7 separate regions of the Mus musculus genome follow, and regions 1, 2, 3, 4, 5 and 6 are each linked to region 7. Evidence: chromatin contacts called from public HiChIP or PLAC-seq and promoter capture Hi-C data. All regions are on one chromosome and are shown on one strand. Each heading gives the region's core, a stretch centred on a gene start, on an enhancer-like site or on the middle of the called end of the contact. The rest is flanking DNA. Distances are from core to core; before and after follow the strand shown.

Region 1 (2,923 bases), core at 271-2,770, 890 kb after region 7:
CATCTGAGCACTGCTGCAAGCTCCTTTAATACCCTCCACCAGTGCCCCATTCATCCCAAGAAAGCATCTCTTCTAAACAGCAGTTCCTGATTGGCTGGCATTGGCTGGCACCACCAATCCTTGGTCTCTCAGGCAGTCCTAAATTAGGTACTCCTGTAGATGTTTTTTTGTGGCTACGTGGCCCCCGGTGTTTATATATAGGTGGCCCTCCCTACCGTCCCTGCTACAAGTCACTATGTGGGCACTACTACTTCCCACAAGAGAAATTAGTTCTAACTTGTGTAGGCGACAGCTCTGTTGCTGTTGCTGTTGCACGTGGGAGTCATGTGCAACTGAATCTAGCTACATTAACTCCTGCCTGCAATATCCTGCCTGTCAACTCCGCTTCCACGCCACTGGCGCTTCTCCTTTTGCAATTAACATCTTTCTTGAAAATTATTCCTGGCCCACTCAAGCTCTGTTCGCTACTTTGGATAAGGTTTGATGCAACATTAGACTTGGTATGTGTGAGAATGCTGCTATCCTCTCACAGTTATACTGCAGAGGCACAGTCGATGGGCAGCTTGTAACTTTGGGTTTAAGAAGTATTGGAAGTCTGGCTGGATAAAGAAAAAAAAATGATAGCTGTTATCATAAACTCTGGTCTTGAAACCTGTCTTGGGTACTATGGGAGGATGCTGGTACAGGCAACAGCTAGGATACTGGGATCCATATTTGTTCTACAAAGCAGACAAGCCATAGCCTAGTGAGTCTATGGGGAACAATGATGTCAGACAATGATGTGCGTTATAAAGCCAAAAAAAAAAAAAAAAAAAAAAAAAAAAAGAGATGGGCAGTGACATGGGGCGCAGTCTTCCACGTAGTTACAGAAAGTTCTAAAGGAAGTGATATTTAATAAAACACACATGTAAGTGCTGAGGAGGGACTGAGTTGGGTAAAGTACTTGCAAGTGTGAGGACCAAAGTTTGCATCTCCATAAACTACACAAGAGCATGCATGTCTATAATCCCAGGAGTCCTACGGCCAAATCAAGTGGAGAAGAATTTCTGGAAGCCCAAGGGCCTCTAATCTGGTTTATGTGATACAAACAAGAGACACTGTGTCAAACAACTCCTGAAGTTTGCCTTTTGACCTCCACATGTTATGGCAAATGTATGTGTCACATTCACATACAGAAATGCACTTATACACAGATAAAGACTAAACACAAAAACAAATGTAATCACAGTACTTTGGGATTTTCTGAGTATAATACTTATATGTATTTTTGATTGTATATCATCAAGTTATAATCTAATCTGAAATTTTCTTATGAAAAGGTGTACCTGCTTGTATTATGAATGCTAACTATGCTCCCCCAAAAAACTGTTTGCACGATAGGGTCTGCACATAGCTTCTGGGAACCTGCCCTCAGTTAGCTCTGACTGGTAAATAAAGAAAGCAGCAGCTGAGAGCTGGGGAGGACAGACAGAGGCGAGAGCTTGGCGTTTCCTGGGCTTGGGACGGGAGGAGAGGAAGGGGAGATGGCTTAGGAGAGTGTGGAGGGAGGAGAGACAGAGTCTGCCATGGGGTAGAGAAGCAAGGAGAGCACCCAGATGTCTAATTGGAGTGAAGAGTAACCAAGATGGAACATAAGAATTAATAAGTGGTAACTAGGAATTACTGGCAGAGGTAGGTTCTTGTTGGGGCCCCAGAAGCCTCTGGAATCTTGTTCCAGGGCCATTATCTAACACTCTTTTGCTTCTTCCACTATCTTGCTTCCGTTTTGTAATTGACTCAGGACATTTACAATGTGGGGCATTCCTTTCCCTTTACAATGAGGGCACTCCTTTCTGGACCTTTTACAATGGGGACATTCCTTTGACCTTAGTGTGTTACCTAGCACTGTGGTTTGGCCTGTGTACCTGAGCAAATTCTGTTTGCGGTTTTCAGCTTTAAAAAGCCCCCCATCTCCCCTGAGTAAACGAGGCTTGAACAGAATTTTTGTCTTGCATCCTTCTTTTGTGTCTTCTAATCCCAAAATTTGTTGTTGTAGCTCCCTTCCCTCGAGAATCCTGTTGTTTAAACAAGTCCTGCAGGTTGGGGCAGGTTCTCGCAGCGTGGAGGCCAGCTATTGTGCTGCTTAAGGCATATAAAAATATAAAGGCTGTGTATGTGTGTCTCACTTGGGAACATAAATGTTTGAGGTGGGAAGTGACCCCCCCCCCTTCAAGCTGGGATTCATTAATAATTAATTCAACAAAAAAGAGGAAAAAAATAAAGACTTACTTCTAATAGATTTGCACTTTTTTCCTCAATGGTACATTGTAACAGGTTGTAGCTCATTTGTATGATGCCATCAACATATGGTAAGCATGCTAATTGATAATCCAGACTATTCACATAAAAAATTCCAATACGTATCTCAATAGTCATGGTCACGATTTGCTTTAGGTAGCTTCTGAATTTATGTATTATTCTTTTAAACTCGATGGATGTCAAGTTCGTCATGAATGGCAGTTTTGTAGTCATGACTTTGGCCTTTTCTACTATGTAACAATATTTCAGAAACCTGCAGCTGTAGTCGCTAACCAAGCCCACTGAATTACCAATAATAGTCAGCAGAGTCACAATCTGTGAATGAAAACGTCAAGATGGTTAGCATGTTCCACCTGGAAATAGAAGCCTTACTAAAAGCTTTTATCTGCATTGTTGGGCAAGCTGATGGTTACTGTCAAATGATGGTCTTTGTACAATTCATTCTGTTTAGAACTGGAATTAAATATTGCCATATGTTGGAAACAAGACTAAGAAAAATAGATAACATGACTTTCATGCAAAGGTTACTCAGATATTTAATTTGTAATCAAGGTATTATTTTGAACTATGTCCTAGAGAGACCAACCATCTAGCTCACTGCCTGTCGTCCGACTTTCTCCTCACA
Region 2 (2,700 bases), core at 65-2,564, 870 kb before region 7:
AGATCTGACGCCCTCTTCTGGAGTGTCTGAAGACAGCTACAGTGTACTTACATATAATAAATAAATAAATCTTAAAAAAAAAAAAAGAATATATAACACGCACGTACAGTAGCAGCAGTTGCTAGTATGTATTCGGAACTTAACCACATAAATAGCCCATAAGTTATCTAAGATAATCATAGCAGCAACCGTATTTCCTTCCAAGTTAGGACTGAGAAACGGTGAAGACAAAAGTCTGGGAAACACAAAGCACACAGACGAGCCGGTATGACAAAAAACGTAAGGGGGTCGGCAGCGGCCCATGGCAAAGAAATGACTCGACAAAAGCAGCTACATGCCACTGGACATGGATTTAAATGTCAAAATGCTCAAGACCCTTGTTCTGCGTATCCATCAAATACTGAAGCTACGAATTCCACTGAACGCGTCCCTCCCTTCTGCAATCCCACAGCATCACCCTAGTTCGGTACCCTCACCCTTATCAACTGGCGTTGCTTTCTTTGTTTTCTGCGGTGCTAGAGATCGAACCTGAAGCCTGCTGACAAACGATTTCTTTCTTTTCTTTTTGGGGGTGTTTTGTTTTGTTTTTTTCCGAGACAGGGTTTCTCTGTGTAGCCCTGGCTGTCCTGGAACTCACTCTGTAGACAGGCTGGCCTCGAACTCAGGAATCCGCCTGCCTCTGCCTCCCAAGTACTGGGATTAAAGGCGTGCGCAACCACCGCCCGGTACGATTTCTTTTTTTAATATTACACTTTGTTTATTGTCGGAAGAAGCCACGGCGCACGCGTGGAGGTCAGAGAATCATCTAGAGGGGTCCTTCAACTGTGTAGATCCGGGGATCGAACTCACCCGGCTTGACAGTAATTGCCACTACCTGCTGACCCATCTCCCAAAGAGTTGGCCAGCCTCAAATTTTGTTTCTCCGCCTTAAATCCAGATTAGGCCTTTAAAAAAAATCAATCTCAGCCGTTCCGCGAAAAAGTTTGAAATAGCACCTGAATTAGAAATCGACCTTACCACACACGGTAAGGAGACAACGCAAATCCTTCCTTGGCCCTCAAAGACTCAAACTGGCCTGGGGAAGGTTGGCGTGGTGGCTGTTGCCACGGTAACCAAAAGTTCACGATCTCTGTAACTTACGGTCTCAGAGCCCAGGAGCACAAAGTCAAGAGGAAACCGCAGAAGGAACAAGCAGGAGGCTCACACACCTTTTCCTGTTTCACTGAAAGCGCAAGGCGTACGGAGCCCGCGAGCCGCTAAATCCAAGCTCCAGAGTCGCCCGACTCCACGTTGTTCGCCGCCCCGGAAAACCCTGTCCGGAAGCAGTTAACGAGCGCTTCCTGGGAGCTTGCGCAGAACCAGCCTGGTGGGCATTCAGGTAGTGCGCATGCGTGGCCACGCCCCCACAGGAGCGTTACCTGTGGGAAAGATGCAGAGCCTATCCAGCTCTGAAGAGGCTTCCGGACGAGGCCCGGAAGTGGATGTTGACTTCCGCCTCCCCATTGGTTTGGCCCAGATTGACAATTTAGCCTGAGCCTTAACGAAATTGGAAGATTTCCATCGCAAAGTCGAGTGTGACAAGGGAACGCATAGCCGATCCCAGTTGCTGCTAGCATCTGATTTAAGTGACTTCCTGCCTCACAGTTTGAGCAAGAATCTTTTTCCTTTTCAACGTGGATTGTTGTAGGGATGGGTCTGGATCCCACTTTCATGAGAGACATTCACAGCCATGTGTTAATTCTGGAGGTAGATAGTGGAATTGTTAAGCCTTTGAAAAGGACCATGGAGAATGGCAGATGTATTTTCAAGGGCTGATCCGTTAAATGAACAGACTGGCACCAGTGGTGAAAACACGCATTAATGAGTAAAAGCTACAGGAAGACAACTTTAAAGTTATTGGAACTAAAATAAAAAAGAACGTACTGAAGGCTGCATAAGTGATGGCATGGACTCCTCTGGAACTTTGAATTTACTGCTCGAGAACAGAATCCGAGTATCATAGAAACCTAAGGGTCTATAAAAAGACTTTGTATGAAGAGTTGTTTTTTTTTTTTTAATGCGATGGGTATTTTATTCCGTGTTTTCTATGTAAACAGTATGCAGTGCTCATAGGCACTAGAGAAAAGTTATTTATACAGTTCTTTGTGTCTTTGCCCTTACTGTTTCTTTTTGTTGCTGAGTTTTTGTTTTGTTTTATTTTTGTTTCTAAGACCATGTTTCAGCATTGCCCTAGCTGTCCTAGAACTTAGTCTGTAGACCAGGATGGCCTCAACCCAGAAATCAGTCTGGCTTCCAAGTGCTGGGATTAAAGGCATGTGCCTCTATGCCTGGGCCTTTAAACCTATACTCCTAACTACAGGCAAAGCTAAACTATGTGACAAAGGAGGGGCAGTCACACACACACACACCAAGATAATGATTAGCTTGTCATCTGGAATCTTGATTTATCAAAATGACTCAGCTGATTTTGGTCATGCTCATAAAAATGGGGGAAAATACTAGCAGTAGTGGTGCGTGCCTTTAATCCCAACACTCAGGAGGGAGGGAGGCAGGCAGATTTCTGAGTTCGAGGCCAGCCTGGTCCACAGAGGGAGTTCCAGGACAGCCAGGGCTACACAGAGAAACCCTGTCTCAAAAAAGGGGTGGGAGGATGTTGTGATGTTGAAAGATCCTGGCAGAATGTAAAAGGTCACAGAAGCC
Region 3 (2,700 bases), core at 58-2,557, 900 kb before region 7:
CACACACACACATAACACGCACACACACGCATGCACACATGCACACCCCTTGCTCATCTCAGAGTTAAATTTCCAGGAAACACCTGAAGGACGGTGCCCTGTCCTGAGAACACAGCCCCGAGGCGATGCCACCCAGGTGTCTGTCCTCTGAGTGCTACTGCACTGATTCCTGCCTAGGCTGTCTGTACCCACGCATAGAGCTGAGGAGTTTGAAAACAGTGGCCATGGTGGGATAAAGATACCCTGGGACAGCCACATACTAGCACTAAAATGCCCCAGGATGTCTGTCACGTCATTAGAGTGCTGCTTTCCTGCAGAAGCTTCTCGAGTTGGACTCTCTTCCCGAAGACTGGTGCGTGCGCGTGCGCATGCGCAGTCTGTACCTTCTAATGTTCAAGCTCAGCTCAGCTAAGGTGACGCCTCCTGCCTGTGGATTTTGGCTGCTGCTGAGCGTGGAGAGGAGAAACTCTGGGTCATTTCCTCCCAGCAACTTGAGGCTCTCTGCATCCAGCTTAGGAGTTCTGCAGACAGGACCCCAACCCCTGCCACCACCACTGTCACAACCAAAGCCCCCATGGCAAAACACCCTCTCAGCAGGTGTCACAACCCCTCCCCGCCCCACCCCTGCCCACTGCACAATGCATAAATGCCACAGGGATGCTGTGCCCAGCTTTCTGGTCCTTGTAGGCAGGACGGAGCAGCTGCACTGAGAACCCCATGAACACCTCTTTCAATCTTCGTTGTCTGGAGAAAAAGCCCAGAGGGAAGAGTATGGAGAACCAGGGCACACCCTCACCTCCAGCTCTCCAGGGAGGCACCTGGCAGAAGAGTCCTACTCCAGGATCCCTCACTGTTCAGCCAAACACTGTAAAGCCACAAATCGCTTTTCCAAACTGGCTCCCTCTCCTCCTCCTCCTCTTCCTAGGCTTACATACACTCAGACCCACCTGGCAAAGGATGTCTTTAATGTAACCTCCACACAGCTCGTGGGCCTTCAGGTCAAAGTAGCTCATGATGTCCCAGTACCTGGCAGCGATGCGGCGGTCTTTGCGCTGATCACAGCAGCCGAAGGAGTCATAGTCAGAGCAAAAGTCCAGGTGCTGAGGAGGACGGAAGGGTGGTCCATAATCCAAGCACTGGGGGTGTCCCTGCAGCAGGCCCACCCAGCCCAACAAGAACGGGAGGCCCAGGCAGAAAATGCCAGGAGAGAGCCACGGGGCCCGATGACCAGGAACAGTGTGTGGGCTAGTATGTTTTCCCAGCATTTGGACCTTGGGAATTCTCTGCTGCTCCTTCCTGGGTTGGCCTGCCCAGTCTGCCCAGTGCCCCCCCCCCCGCCCCCGCTCCCAACTGCTCTTCCTTCTTTCTCTCCCTCACATCCTGCCCCAGTTCAATGAGGTGGTTCATCAGTGAAGTTCCTTCTCTGTGCTGGTGGCTAAGCATACCTCGTGACATCAGGGAGAGGTGTCCTTACCTAAAAGTGAAGCTGGAGCAGGTCTTGACACTAGTGCTGAGGGTTTGGGAGACTGCGGGTGCTTAGTCAACCGTGTGCTGGCATCAATGACTGAGGTGCTAGGATTCTTCAAATTGCACAGAGTTTCCGCCATGTTGGGGGCAGGCCAGGAAATTCCCGCTTGTTTACTGTTTTTCTGCAGGCTGAGCGGCACACATTACAGATGTCTGACAGCAGACTCTGCGCGAGGCAAATGTCCAGGCTCCTGCAGTGCAGAAGGGCACAGAGAGTGCTGGTGTGGGTCTGGGAGCATGTCACGGAGAGCCGTCCCGAGTGTGCCTGGATGGGAGGAAGTGTCATGAATCTCGCATCCCCAGCAAGAAAAACACAAGCAGTCAAGCAAGGAAAGGAGGGCGCCTCAATCCCTTCACTCTGCTGCAATAATATCACAAACTGGGATGGGGCTCAGCTGGTAGAGTGCTTGCCTAGCATGCATAAGGCCCTGGGTTTGATTCCCCAGTATCTCACAAATCAGGCTGTGCTGTGTTCAACTGCCCTTGGGAAGTAGAGACAGGAAGGTCAAAGGATCCAGGTCATCCTTGACTGTAGACAAGTTCAAGGCCAGTCTGGGCTACATGAGACCCTATCTCAAAAGCACACTGAAGAAAACAAAAATACTGTAGACTTGTTAACTTATAGATAGTAGAAACTTATCTCTCAGTTTAGAGACTGGGAAATTCAAAATCAAGCAGGGGGCAAGTCCGGTGTCCAGCAAGGAACTTTTATGACTGTGTCCCCACAGTGAGAGTCAGAACAGAATCACCCTCTGAAGCCCCCTCCCAGGCTCTCTTAGTCAGGGTTTCTATTCCTGCACAGACATCATGACCAAGAAGCAAGTTGAGGAGGAAAGGGTTTATTCGGCTTATACTTCCACGCTGCTGTTCATCACCAAAGGAAGTCAGGACTGGAACTCAAGCAGGTCAGAAAGCAGGAGCTGATGCAGAGGCCATGGAGGGATGTTACATACTGCCTTGCTTCCACTGGCTTGCTCAGCCTGCTCTCTTATAGAACCGAGACTACCAGCCCAGAGATGGCATCACTCACAAGGGGACCTCCCCCTTGATCACTAATTGAGAAAATGCCTTGCAGCTGGATCTCGTGGAGTCATTTCCTCACCTGAAGCTCCTTTCTCTGTGATAACTCCAACCTGTGTCAAGTTGACACACAAAACCAGCCGGTACACAGGC
Region 4 (2,910 bases), core at 85-2,584, 850 kb before region 7:
TATTTAATTCTATTCTGTAGACATAAGAAGACGTTTAAATTACTTTGGTGTGCTTTCATACCCCGGTGGCACCCAGAACAACAGGAAACAGTGGGGTGAGAATGTAGTCGCTCTGACAGATATGTCCCCATCTAACAATAAACGTATCTGCAGATTTGGTGTTGAGGATGCTGCTGTGGGGAGAGCACTAGAGGTCTGAAAGAACTCCATGGAGTCTGTGTGTGTGTGTGTGTGTGTGTGTGTGTGTGTGTTTACATCGGGACTGTGGTTCATGCAGCAGATTGTTGTTGAGCACATCACAAGACCCGGGTACCTCCCTAGGCAATGAAGAACAAGCGGAAACAAAACAAGTTAGAGTGGGGATGTAGCTCAGCACTGTCGGTGAGCACGCCCAGACTCCAGCACCACATAAACAATAGCTCCTATAGAGTTATTTGAGGGGTGGGAGGAGTGGGCTGCTCTATTTGAGTGAACCTAACAGAAGAGGGGAAGAAAGCCAGGAAACAGGATAAAGGGACAGAGAGACAGGGCAGTCTGTGGTAAAGCCATTGCATGTTACTTGGAAATACGGAGTTATAAGGAAGCTTAAGGAGAACATTGAGACAGTAGCTATTGGCAACATGAGGGCATTCGGGTGTGCCACGGAGTGGGTCTGGCCTACAGTTCTGTCAAAGGAGATGGAAGCTGAACACGTTGGTGCTAGACTAAATGACTTTATGTTCTTATGTCCTTTATGGACAGCGACAGGAATCTGAAGATCGTGGGCAGAGGATCACTGTCCACCACCCCTCTCCTTAAAGGATGACACTTTCTAATTTACTGTCTCACCCACTACTCCACTGAACTAAAAGAGAGCCATGGAGGTCCCAAAGAACCCCATGGAGTTTGAAGTGTGTGTGTTAGGGTCGGGGGTTGTGCATGGATCAGTTACACACTGTGTCCAGTCCTGTGTGGGACTTGGCGGTTCAGAACTAAAAGCGGTAGTTGGAAGAAGTGATGGAGAGAGATGGCTGTTTAGCATGGACCAGAAATCCGAAGCTGTAGGAGGAAGACGAAAAACCTGTTGGGATGGCGCTGAGATGCGGAGTGACGAACCTGGTGACGCGGAGGGTCGTCTGTGAAGGCGCCCGAGTCGAGGCTTGCGATTGGGCGAGGGGAAGGTGCCTCTGACGGTCGTCAAGGTAGCAGTTCGGGAGGGACGCCAAGGCCTCCTCCAAGTCACCGCGCATCCCTTGCTGAGCCCTTGCTGACGTGTCACTCGCAGCAGCCCGCCTCTTGGGCGCCTCCCCCGGCACCGCCCGCTCCTGCCCCGCCCCCGACACCGCCCGCCGGCGGCCTCCGCGTCACCCGGGCCCGCGGTGGCCACAACATGGCTGCGGCGCCGGGGCTGCTCTTCTGGCTGTTCGTGCTGGGGGCGCTCTGGTGGGTCCCGGGCCAGTCGGATCTCAGCCACGGACGGCGTTTCTCGGACCTCAAAGTGTGCGGGGACGAAGAGTGCAGCAGTGAGTCCGGGGTGGCGGGGCGGGCGGCCGGTTCCCGGGTGGCTGCGGTGGCTGCGCGGGTCGGAGTCCCACAGCCGGCACCTGGCCTAGGGGGTCGCAGGCCCGCGGAGCCCGCGCTGGTACGCTTTACTCGGCTATCGCCCGGCTAGCCCTGCCATAGAGGCCGTGCCTACCACTTGTTGCCGGATTTGCTCTCTGCTCCTCTGACCCTGCCGGGGGGCGCCGCAGACCCAGCCGGGTTTCCAGGGTGCTGCTCTCTGCTTCCTTATCCCCGCACTCCCCTTGGGCTCCCAGGGTGATGGGGTGGCTCGCCCCCGCATCCTGGGCGCCCCATGCTGCAGCCAAGAGCGTTTTAACGCCGGCCGCGGGGACCTGGGTCCACTCAAGACCGAGATCCACGCGCTTAGAGATCTGGGGCGCAATCCTAGCGGCCGATTGACGGCGGGGTTCCTCCAGAAGGCACCTCGGCGCTGCCCTCTTGGCTGCATTGGGACCAGCTCACATCATCTTTGGAACCAGAGGAACTGGAGTTTAGGTTTGGGATGAATCCCGAGGCCAAGCAAGCAGTGCATTCTGTGGTCTCCCCGGTTTTCTCCTTCAGTCCCGTCGCTCTTTTGCATAGAAGCCTTTTGCCAGCTCCCAAGCAGGGCTGCGGGAAGGTCAAAATCTTTCGTTCTTTAACCAGCCAAGTTACTGCACCTGTCACTACCTGAGAACCGCAGCCGCCTTCTCTGTGCGCAGTCGCGCCCTAGTCCTAGGTTGGAGGTGCCAGGGTTGGAGGTGGGCCATGGGGAAGGTTAGGATTAGAAGAGGGCTACTACTGTAACGGTGATAATAAATACTCCAAGGGTCTCAGGAACCCGTCCAGCCCTTTCCTTAGTTCCCTATGTTGCTGGGACTTACTCCTACCCAGAATAATACTGTTTTTAGGTTGGTTTCCAGAAACTGTAACTCACTGACGATGTCCTTCACAAATCACAGCAGTCCATTCAGAAAAGTATTCATTCTAAAAGACTAAGAAGAGTGCAGGTTAGCCATTTGTATTTCAATTGGTGTTATGAAAAAAAAAAGGAAAAAGCAAAATGCATAACTTGAATGGTTTACTCCAATACCATTAAAGAAAAAAAAGGGGCGCCTGTAATTTATGTCGCTGAGATTCTAGGTCCTAGCTGTAACCCAGGGCCACTGTAAATAAACAGCGAAGGTAAAGCAACCACGAAGGTAAAGGCACCACGGCGACTTCTCCCTTTCATGCCCTACTACCATTTGGTGCCCTACTACCATTTGGTCATTGACTGCTGTCAAGCGTCTTCTGTTCTTTGCTGTCAGGCACTGTCCTACCTGAGTTCCTCAAAGCGTGGGAGGTCCGTATCACTGATGCTGCCTCAGAACTGGGGCTCAGGGTTGG
Region 5 (2,980 bases), core at 229-2,728, 740 kb before region 7:
CCCCTCCTTGCACCCAAATTTAGACACATGTTCTCCCTTCTCTGAGCTTCATGTGTACATATCTTATCTCACAGGCCCTGCCCGGTGTGATAATGATCTATTAAGCCACACTAATAATTCTTTAGATGATTGGTTTATTCAACACAAGGGATAGTGAACTGATTGGGCTTAACCATTCTGAAGATCCTTCAGTCCTGTCTGGATGACTCCAGAGCAAGGAAACAAATACACCCATGTACAGAGAAGCCAATACTATGACAAAGGAAAAAGCTTTGTTGAAAAATTAGCTAACCAGGAAATGGGAGGCAGGTTCACTCTGATTGGCTAGTGAGTGGGGTTTCCAGGGCTTTTGAGAGTCAATGAGTCCAGCAATATCTTGGGTTTTGCTGGTATCCTTCAAGGCTTTTACTGTTCTAGTCCTTTGCTGTAATATTGGTCAGCACTTTTCAATTAGCTCCCTGCTCTGAGCATAGAACTCCATTGTTCGGAGACTTTTATTTGATCCAGCTCAGGATCATCCTAAGATCAGACTTGGAGGTGCCTCGCAGGATCTGCTGTGCAACACTTTGAAAAGGGGAGACTTATTTTAACATGTACAGAAGAAGGAGGAGGAACTTAGTGCCATTTTGATTGAGGCACATTAGAGGGAACGGACAGTAGAGGACTTAACAGGCCGGTGGCTGGGCAGGAACTTATATTAACTGTGTGCATCAGCCAGGGATGATACAAGCTAGGATCCTGCCTTCCCATGGAGTTTTGGAGGAGGCCATCTTATTCTACAAATGACTATATTCTCCAGAATGTCTCTCGGTCCCTGAGGGAGGCTTCCCAGTTACAAGATACATAGTAACACTTGTAAACCCTTTAAGTAAAAGACCTGTAAAGCAGGGGCTAAAGGATTTCTTTTTCTTTCTTTTTTTTTAAAGATTTATTTATTTTATGTATGTGAGTACACAGTTGCTCTCTTCAGACACACCAGAAGAGGGCATCAGATCTCATTCCTGATGGCTATGAGCCACCGTGTGGTTGCTGGGAATTGAACTCAGGACCTCTAGAAGAGCAGTCAGTGTTCTTAACCGCTGAGCCATCTCACCAGCCCCAACAAGGATTTCTTATGAGCCAGGCAGTCACTAACCTAAGCACTTCCCCCTCCCCCAATTTCTTAGTTGCCTCAGTCAAGCTGTAGGTCCTGAAGAAGTCCCGGTGTGTGTCTACCCTCGGTCTCTCCCATCCACCCTGAGCCACCCTCCTCAGAGTGGCCAGCAGCTCCTGCCCAGGTGTTAAGCATTTTTTCATTTGAGATCTTTCATCTTTCTTAAAACCCAACATGAAAAGGCATCTGCCCTTTGATCAAGCCTCCAAGGCCTCTCCCTTCCAGCCCTGACCCGATTAAGGCTGCAGAACAAGCCTGCACTAAGCACCCCTGCAAAGCCCGGTGCACTCACTTTAGTATTATTTACCTTAACCTTCTTGAAGCGTGCCAGAAAGACACAGAAGTCCCCAGCGCTCAAGGCTGGGAAGATGCGGCAGGATGATAAATAAGTCTAGATGATGATTTCAATGGATGGTAATTTCTCGCTTCCACGGAGACTCTACAAACACAGCTGTCAGAAGTGCATTGTGTAAATCAGATGCTAATTAAATTAAATTCCCACCAGAATCAAGGCAGCAAAGTATTTTGTCTTGTTTTCCTACAAACTGGGCCTCAATCAAGACAGCTGGGGCACCGGCATTTCAGGTACCTGGAAGTAGCAGCTGTGGCGGCGATGTGAGAAGATTGCTTTCATAATTAAGTTGCCGTCAGGAAGAGGGAAGTAGATGCCATTCCTTATGTGATCAGTGACGCTAAAGATGCCAAAAAGATGGTGGCATTTGAGCCGGACTGGGGGAGAGAACTGGGTTCTGATGACAGTTTTAGCGAAACCATTTTACAGCTCGAAGCTACTCTCCCTTGCTTCTCTCCCTCCCCTTCCTTATCCCTTCCACGTGATATTGTTGAAGGCTATCTACTGTCAGGTGACATGTTGGTTCCTGGAATCCAAGAGGGTCTGAAGGTACTCTTCATCCTTTGGTCTTTTTGATGAATCAGGAAGTGGGACTTCAAGATCTTAGCACCTTTTGTGATTCAGGGTCAGGGCATTCCAAGGGTGAGCTTTGATTTCTGGGCCATCGGTTCCACTTCTCAGTCCTCAGCCCTACCTCTCTATTGAAGGAGTCTAATGCACATTCCTACCCCAGGCATCCGTTCTGAGAGAGAGGCTAGAAGTAAAGAACATACAAAGGAGAAAGGACTTGGAAGAGTCCATAGACACAGATGTGACACAGACCTAGGCAAATGCCACCTAAACCATGCAGAGCACACAGTCAGCCTAAACCATGCAGAGCACACAGTCAGTCAGCAGCCTGGGTAAGGAAATCATTCAGTGTAGGTTTTAAATTTGTTTATTCACTCCTTTTTAGAAAGCACATTTATTCTACTGAGGGGATCGCTTGGTATGGTGCTGATGTTGATGTCAAAAGACAGGTTTGCAAGTGTCAGTTTTCTTCCACTGTGTGGGTCCCAGGTATCAAACTTAGATCCTCAGACTTGGTGGCAAGTAACCTTACTTGTCAAGTCATTTTGCCAGTTCCGTTTGATCATTCTTGAAATGTTTACTAAATACTTATCTTGTACCAGGCTCTATGCTGTGAAGGCGCTTCTAGTTCACTGGAGAGGCAAATATTAAAAAATCAACTATAACAAAATGCAGCTGGGTTGATTATGGAATCACTGAAACAGGATGCAAGGCAAGGAGGTTTCCTCTAAAAACAAACAAACTCAAATTGTAAGTATTGAGAGTACTCTGGGGCTAGGGAGACGGCTTAGTAGGGAAATACACTTGCTGCCAACATTGACGACCAGAGTGGAATTCCCTGGACCCACGTATAGAAGGAGAGGACCAACTCCTGCAAGTGTTCTCCGACCTCATATGTGCACACA
Region 6 (2,701 bases), core at 110-2,609, 700 kb before region 7:
GTACATACCATGATCATTGAGCTAAAACGCCCAGTCTCAGGTTTTTCTTTTCTTTGTTAGCTAGGACAGTCACTCTGGGCAACCCCAGGATCCGCTGTTTTGTCTATTCTAATGGTGACTCCATTGACTCTGTTGTATGAAATTTGAAGCTAAAATATTTGGTATAAAGTTGTCTTAGTTAGGGTTCCATTGCTGTGAATAGACACTAGGACCAAGGCAAACATTTAATTGGGGCTGGCTTAGAGTTTCAGAGGTTCAGTCCATTATCGTCATGGCAGGAAACATGGCAGCAGCCAGGCAGACATGGTGCTGGTAAAGGAGCTGAGGGTTCTGCATTTTGCCTTTCTTCCATCCTGGGCAGAGCTTGAGCACTAGGAGTCCTCAAAGCCCACCCCTACAGTGACACATGTCCTCCAACAAGGCCACACCTTTTCTAACAATGACATATCTTCTAATAGTATCAATCCCTGTGGGCCATGCATTCAAACACGAATCTTTGGGGGGGCCAAATCTACAAACCACTACGAAAGTACAGCAACATCTGGTCTTGTCTATGTTTTTTTCTTGCCTTTGAGGTCTTGGACTTTAATTGACTGTACTTCTATGCAGTTGCCTGAACAAGACAGGCTCTTACTTTCTGGTATACTGCTATGCATGTCCTTGCCTACTTTAACTCTTATTTGTTCTTTAATTCAGTCTCAACTGAAATTGTTATTTATAGTCCGTCTTCTTGCTCAACTCTACACACCATACCATTCCCACAGCACTGCTGTGTTACAACAAATTGTGCTTCTTGTAGGGTTACAGCCTGTGCTCCAACACACCAGGTTCAGCCACCTATCCTCAGTAAGCCAATTAAAGGACCCAAATTAATAGTAAAAAGCAGAAAAAGAGAATTATTCAAAATTGCTACATTGTGAAGGATAAGGAGATACAAGAGTCCCCAGCCTTGACTTCAATGCCTCTTAGTTATCCTTAGAGTCCTGACATGAAAGTAGGTTTTAACAAAAAACAAGAGCTAAAGATAACTAGACAGTGTGTCAAGGTGTGGTTCTCCGTCTACCATTTTCTTGTTTCATGAGTGATGGAGAAAAGAAACAGTCTGAATGAATTAAATAAAACATAGTCCTTCGCGGTGTCTGATTAGCTACTGCTTTTGTTTAGCTCAACTTTCAACCAGAATGTGGGCTCAGAGGTCGGTCTCAGAGTCATCTAGTGGACACCTGGCCCAGCATTTGTAGACTGGCTAAGTGACAGCTAAGACGGAGACAGGAGATGCATGTGCCTCTGCACCCCAGCCCAGCTGCAGCGGCTTTGAGTAGCAGGAGGCCTGGGCCCATAGCCGGAGGCGGGACTTCCGGTCCCGCTGGCGACCGCGGCCCGCGCCAGGCGGAAGCGCGGCTCCGGGCCAGGATCCGCGAGCTCCGGCTGGAGCAGAGTTCGGAGCCTCAGTGTCCCGGACGCCCGTGGTCGGTGTGGATGCTTCTCGGCGCTGCGTCCCCGCGGTCCGGGGAGGCCGAGGAGGCACGCGGGAGTCGGCGCGGCGGGAGAGCAGGGATCTCGGGGTGAGGACGGCTGGCGGCGGAGGGTGGCTGCGAGGGGCTGAGGAGGCCGAGGTGACATCTTCCATGGGGGTGTGTCCGCGTCCCCAGGCTCGTAGGGAAGGTGGCCCGAGATGGCCTTGGGGGGCTTGCAGGGAGACGCTCCAGAGGCAGCTCTTTTCACCCTCGGGGTTAAAGATGAGAAGGACGTCTTGACCTAACTCATCTGCGAGATGAGCAGCCAAGGCTTGCATGCTCAGCATTGCTTTCTTTGCAATACATTGCTTTCTTTCTCTTAAGACTTCTCCCCTCTTCCAGTGGTCTTCGGAGGGGAATACCCAACATTCGTAGGGAAAACCTGAACTCTTACTCACTTAGCTCCCGTTCAGGCTTTGTCAGACTAATAGGACTTTAGGTCTTTGATTCAGACAAGCAAGCCCACTGAAGTTTTCATTTTAGACTCTTCTCTACCTTGCGGAGTTCAGGTTGTCCCACTTCCTTTGTCGTGGAGTGAGCTTGTAAGTATCTGGACAAAGCTTGCACCTTCATGTTTGCACTTTATGACTTACTGTTTGCTTCTCAATGGGGTGACACATTTTTAGATGTTAAATAGATTGGATTCTTGCCACACACTGAGCATAACTAGGCAAAGCCAGAGTACTGTCACTGATGGAGGCTGGTGTATACTGATTGCTTCAAGTGTTTCCCTTCCCAAGAGTTACAATCTTAATTTTATCCCCCGGTATTTGCCAGTACTGGTAACTTACATCTTACTTGGTGGTCTGACCTGAACTACTTGAAGAAACAAATACAAACATACAAACAAACCAGAAAGCACTGTGCATTTATCCATAACCCGGTATCTCACTGACTTACTTGAGATTTGTGCTGCAGTGAGACAAGTTATTATAAGAACGGTTTGTTGGGTGGCACAGCTGATGTAATGCAGGATGCACCTAACATAGTGCTTTAACATATTAATGAAGACATTGAAGGCAGTCTTCTGAAGTCATGGGGCTAACTGTTGGGTTGATTTCTTTTTGCATCTCTTCATTTCTTTTTTAAGTTGTTTGTTTTTATGTGTATGGGTGTTATTGCCTGCATGTATGTCTGGGCACCACATGTGGGCCTGTTGTTCTCAGAAACCAGAAGAGGGCATC
Region 7 (2,867 bases), core at 227-2,726:
TGTATCCAGCTTACTGCTGGGTAGAACCTTCTGGGCGCGGCCCGTCAGGCACTTCATGTTAAGTGTTGGGATTTAAAGACATGGGCTACCATGCTCGACAGCCAGCATTTGTTTGCAGCATGGTGGTTTCTAAGCTTCATGGCTCTTTTCCGGAAGCTGTTCATTTTTTCCCACCATCTGATTTCCTTTGGCCCCACCCTGATTTTTTCTGGGCTCAGGATTCAAAAGGGAAGTGGGGGAAGATCCCAGACACCTGCCATGCCCAGGAGAGAATAGTGAGGTAGCAGTATCAACAGACAAGCCCTGGCTTTGCCACAGGGAGACAGACACTTTGATTCTTCCAGGAACAGTCATTTGCATATCACTGATATTTCAAGTTGCTACAATTTCCTGCAACTGACAGAGTTACAAACTATCTCAGAAACCATCAATGCTGAACCAAGATGAGGTTCAAACCAGGGTTTCTCAGCCTGGCACAGAGATCTTTCAGACTGCACTTTTCTTCCTGTTCTCTCTGTAGAGGGATGCCCTCCGCCCGACCATCCTTTAGTAGCACCTGGCTTCCACCCAGTAGAGGCCAGGAGCCTCCTTTGTCCCAGTTGTGACAATATGAGGAAAGTCTGCAGTTAGGGTCAAAAACCTTTAGGGTCACATTGGTGCGTGCGGGTTGCTTCCAGTTGAGAACCCGTGCTTTAAACCATTCATAGCACAAGCCCGCCCAGTTCTGTGTGTGTGAGTGGCAGCGAAAACTTTCATTGGACAGAGCGGTGGTACAGGCCACCAACAGGGGCTCTGTTCTAAATGGTGTCCCAGCAGCAACTCAATAAATCATCCCAGGTAAATCTGAGTTTTAGATAAGCATCACATTATTATTCTAACACAGGTTTGCCTCGGGTGATATTTGAGGGCTACGTATGCTAAAACCACACAATCCCCCAGCCCCTTTTCTTGAAATTTAGATTTAACAAGCATGGATTGTTTTGTTTTGTTTTTTTGTTTTTTTGTTTTTTGTTTTTGTCAAATTGTACAGCCCTACTTATGCACAAATAAGTAACTGCAGAGGCCCTGGGACCCTAAAATTCCTGTCTTGCTTTAATTTGTAGGGGTTACATCTTTGAACTTCTTTGGAGCTCAGTTTCTCATCTGTAAGATGGACACACCAGTAGCCATTTCTCACAAATTTGGGGGTGGTAGGTAACATGTGTGCCCAGAGCCTGCAGAGCTCTCTTTCGATCCTGAGCCCAATGAGTGGCAACTGGCTTAGTCGCCGCGCTCCCTCCCTCATCCGCTCCTGACTCATCCGATGTTTTCTGGACAGTCATTGCTGAGTTTCGCCCAGCCTTACTCCCCAATGGCTGGGGTTTGACAACTTCGCTCCCCAACTTGCGATTGTCGTCCCCCCAACACCCCCCGCTCGCCCTCCCCACCGGGCCGCGCCATCCCGAGAGCCGTCCGAAGGTGGCAGCATCGGCCCCGTAGTCCTCACGGTCGGGCTGGCACTGTGCAGGTCGCCGGCGAGCCGCGTCCGGAGCCCGGCGCCGAGCAGGCCTGGGGAGGCGGAGGCCACACCCCGCGCACGGCCCAGGCGCTTCCCGCCGGTGAATCATCCCCGCAGCAGCGGCTCCCGCAGTCCGCTGCAGCGCCCCGGGCCCGGCCGCGCCCCAGCCGAGTGCCGTGCCCCGCCTCTCCGCGACCCCTTTCTCCGTGCAGTGCGCCAACCGGATCGCTACCATGGCGGGCATCGCGATAAAGCTGGCCAAGGACCGCGAAGCGGCCGAGGGGCTGGGGTCGCATGAGAGAGCCATCAAGTACCTCAACCAGGACTACGAGACGCTGCGGAACGAGTGCCTGGAGGCCGGGGCGCTCTTCCAGGATCCTTCCTTCCCCGCCCTGCCGTCATCCTTGGGCTATAAGGAGTTGGGGCCCTACTCCAGCAAAACTCGGGGCATCGAATGGAAGCGGCCCACGGTAGGAAGCGCGAGGGGAACAGGCAGGGCCGGCAGGGCCTGGAAGGGCACTCGGGGTTCCGGGAGGCTGCAAGTCCCTGGCTCCCCGGCTCGGTAGTCCCTGCTTAGTAGTGCTCCGCGATTGCTGCTAAGGGGACTCCCTATGCAGACTGAGGCCCAGCCAGTGGACCTGCCCCAAGCTGCGCGCAGAGCGCTTCGCAGGACAGGACCCCAAATCCCATTAGTGGACACGCCCTGGAGGCTGCCTTCGGCTTCACAAAGCCGCAGGGACACAGGGCCGCTGGGGTGAAACTTTTACTGGACTCTAGTGGTGATCTGAGTGAGGGTGGAGACACTGCTCGGCAGTAGGGGTGGGGGTGGGGATATCAGAGTAGGATAGAAGACTCGGGACTGCTGGGTGGGTGGGGGCAAGGGGTGGGCACAGCCTGGCTCTGGCTGACAAAGGTGGTCACAAGTACATGTGGCACTTGTAAATGCAAGTACATGTATTTATCCAGCGTGGGTTTTGTCTGGCTCTCAAAGTGCAGTTAGAGGACTCTTTAACTTAAAGAACTGAAGGGTAGCTTAAAGAATCGATGGGCTCCAATGATTCTGTTACTCATTATTTTGCTGACCTAGAGTCCTCACCCGGAAACCTCTGCTCAACTCCTAGATACTCCTGTCCTAACCCTCAGAGTCTCTGCCCTTAAGCCCTTCCCGTTCCCTTGTGGTTTCAATCGCCAGTGGATGCCCATGGGACCCTCACTTGACTTTTCCCAGGAACTGAGAGGAAGTCTAAACTTCTAGATTCCTGTTAGGACAATGGACATTCATACCCTGCTTCTATCCTCTTGGTTCCCCCAGGCTGCTTTTGTTACTGAGTCTAGTCTGAAAGTACCAGAGACTAGCGGGGGTATAGCT

Evidence for each region. Promoter capture Hi-C pulls out the DNA fragments that hold promoters and counts their contacts. HiChIP or PLAC-seq counts read pairs in DNA pulled down with a chosen protein or histone mark.
Region 1: a contact with region 7 is called in a promoter capture Hi-C map of embryonic stem cells, with 4 times the contacts expected there. The contact joins the enhancer-like site here to the promoter of Capn2 in region 7. A contact is called at or near these places in 6 of 39 promoter capture datasets (the C10 cell line, embryonic stem cells, hippocampal neurons and 2 more) and 1 of 115 datasets of contacts at active chromatin or transcription factors (pancreatic cancer cells).
Region 2: a contact with region 7 is called in a promoter capture Hi-C map of embryonic stem cells, with 77 times the contacts expected there. The contact joins the promoter of Taf1a here to the promoter of Capn2 in region 7. A contact is called at or near these places in 5 of 39 promoter capture datasets (the 3T3-L1 cell line, 3T3-L1-derived adipocytes, embryonic stem cells and 2 more) and 1 of 115 datasets of contacts at active chromatin or transcription factors (bone marrow-derived macrophages).
Region 3: a contact with region 7 is called in a promoter capture Hi-C map of embryonic stem cells, with 10 times the contacts expected there. The contact joins the promoter of Hhipl2 here to the promoter of Capn2 in region 7. A contact is called at or near these places in 3 of 39 promoter capture datasets (embryonic stem cells, hippocampal neurons and liver).
Region 4: a FOXA1 HiChIP or PLAC-seq map of pancreatic cancer cells shows a contact between it and region 7. The contact joins the promoter of Mia3 here to the promoter of Capn2 in region 7. A contact is called at or near these places in 11 of 39 promoter capture datasets (the 3T3-L1 cell line, 3T3-L1-derived adipocytes, embryonic stem cells and 6 more) and 4 of 115 datasets of contacts at active chromatin or transcription factors (astrocytes, bone marrow-derived macrophages, extraembryonic endoderm stem cells and 1 more).
Region 5: an H3K4me3 HiChIP or PLAC-seq map of embryonic forebrain shows a contact between it and region 7, with 4 times the contacts expected there. The contact joins the enhancer-like site here to the promoter of Capn2 in region 7. A contact is called at or near these places in 2 of 39 promoter capture datasets (cranial neural crest and embryonic stem cells) and 11 of 115 datasets of contacts at active chromatin or transcription factors (acute myeloid leukemia, bone marrow-derived macrophages, embryonic forebrain and 7 more).
Region 6: a contact with region 7 is called in a promoter capture Hi-C map of liver, with 4 times the contacts expected there. The contact joins the promoter of Disp1 here to the promoter of Capn2 in region 7. A contact is called at or near these places in 13 of 39 promoter capture datasets (the 3T3-L1 cell line, the C10 cell line, cranial neural crest and 7 more), 1 of 484 Hi-C or Micro-C datasets (CD8 T cells) and 10 of 115 datasets of contacts at active chromatin or transcription factors (the NIH/3T3 cell line, bone marrow-derived macrophages, craniofacial prominence and 7 more).

Annotation. Positions count from the first base shown.
Region 1 is chr1:181,622,383-181,625,305 of GRCm38.p6, reverse strand. Dnah14 (dynein, axonemal, heavy chain 14) reads right to left here. Exons shown (of 87, transcript NM_001377039.1): 18 at 2,269-2,613. All of the region lies in intron 2 of Gm33612 (a long non-coding RNA gene), which reads left to right. Among named protein-coding and RNA genes, the nearest start is that of Gm33612, 3.4 kb to the left of the region's middle. Within about 2 kb of position 1,520, at least 36 of the 459 cell types and tissues checked have an H3K27ac peak or open chromatin away from gene starts, as enhancers often do. A contact at or near this core is called in embryonic stem cells and pancreatic cancer cells, where this site is marked.
Region 2 is chr1:183,387,599-183,390,298 of GRCm38.p6, reverse strand. It overlaps Taf1a (TATA-box binding protein associated factor, RNA polymerase I, A), which reads right to left and starts at 1,314. Exons shown (of 11, transcript NM_001277959.1): 1 at 1,141-1,314.
Region 3 is chr1:183,417,077-183,419,776 of GRCm38.p6, reverse strand. It overlaps Hhipl2 (hedgehog interacting protein-like 2), which reads right to left and starts at 1,307. Exons shown (of 9, transcript NM_030175.5): 1 at 948-1,307. The coding sequence starts at 1,265.
Region 4 is chr1:183,367,989-183,370,898 of GRCm38.p6, reverse strand. It overlaps Mia3 (melanoma inhibitory activity 3), which reads left to right and starts at 1,334. Exons shown (of 26, transcript NM_177389.3): 1 at 1,334-1,502. The coding sequence starts at 1,370.
Region 5 is chr1:183,251,424-183,254,403 of GRCm38.p6, reverse strand. Fam177b (protein FAM177B) reads left to right here. Exons shown (of 6, transcript XM_030244966.1): 6 at 75-104. The coding sequence ends at 104. Among named protein-coding and RNA genes, the nearest start is that of Fam177b, 23 kb to the left of the region's middle. Within about 2 kb of position 1,478, at least 10 of the 459 cell types and tissues checked have an H3K27ac peak or open chromatin away from gene starts, as enhancers often do.
Region 6 is chr1:183,220,187-183,222,887 of GRCm38.p6, reverse strand. It overlaps Disp1 (dispatched RND transporter family member 1), which reads left to right and starts at 1,359. Exons shown (of 10, transcript NM_026866.3): 1 at 1,359-1,565.
Region 7 is chr1:182,516,219-182,519,085 of GRCm38.p6, reverse strand. It overlaps Capn2 (calpain 2), which reads left to right and starts at 1,476. Exons shown (of 21, transcript NM_009794.4): 1 at 1,476-1,968. The coding sequence starts at 1,732.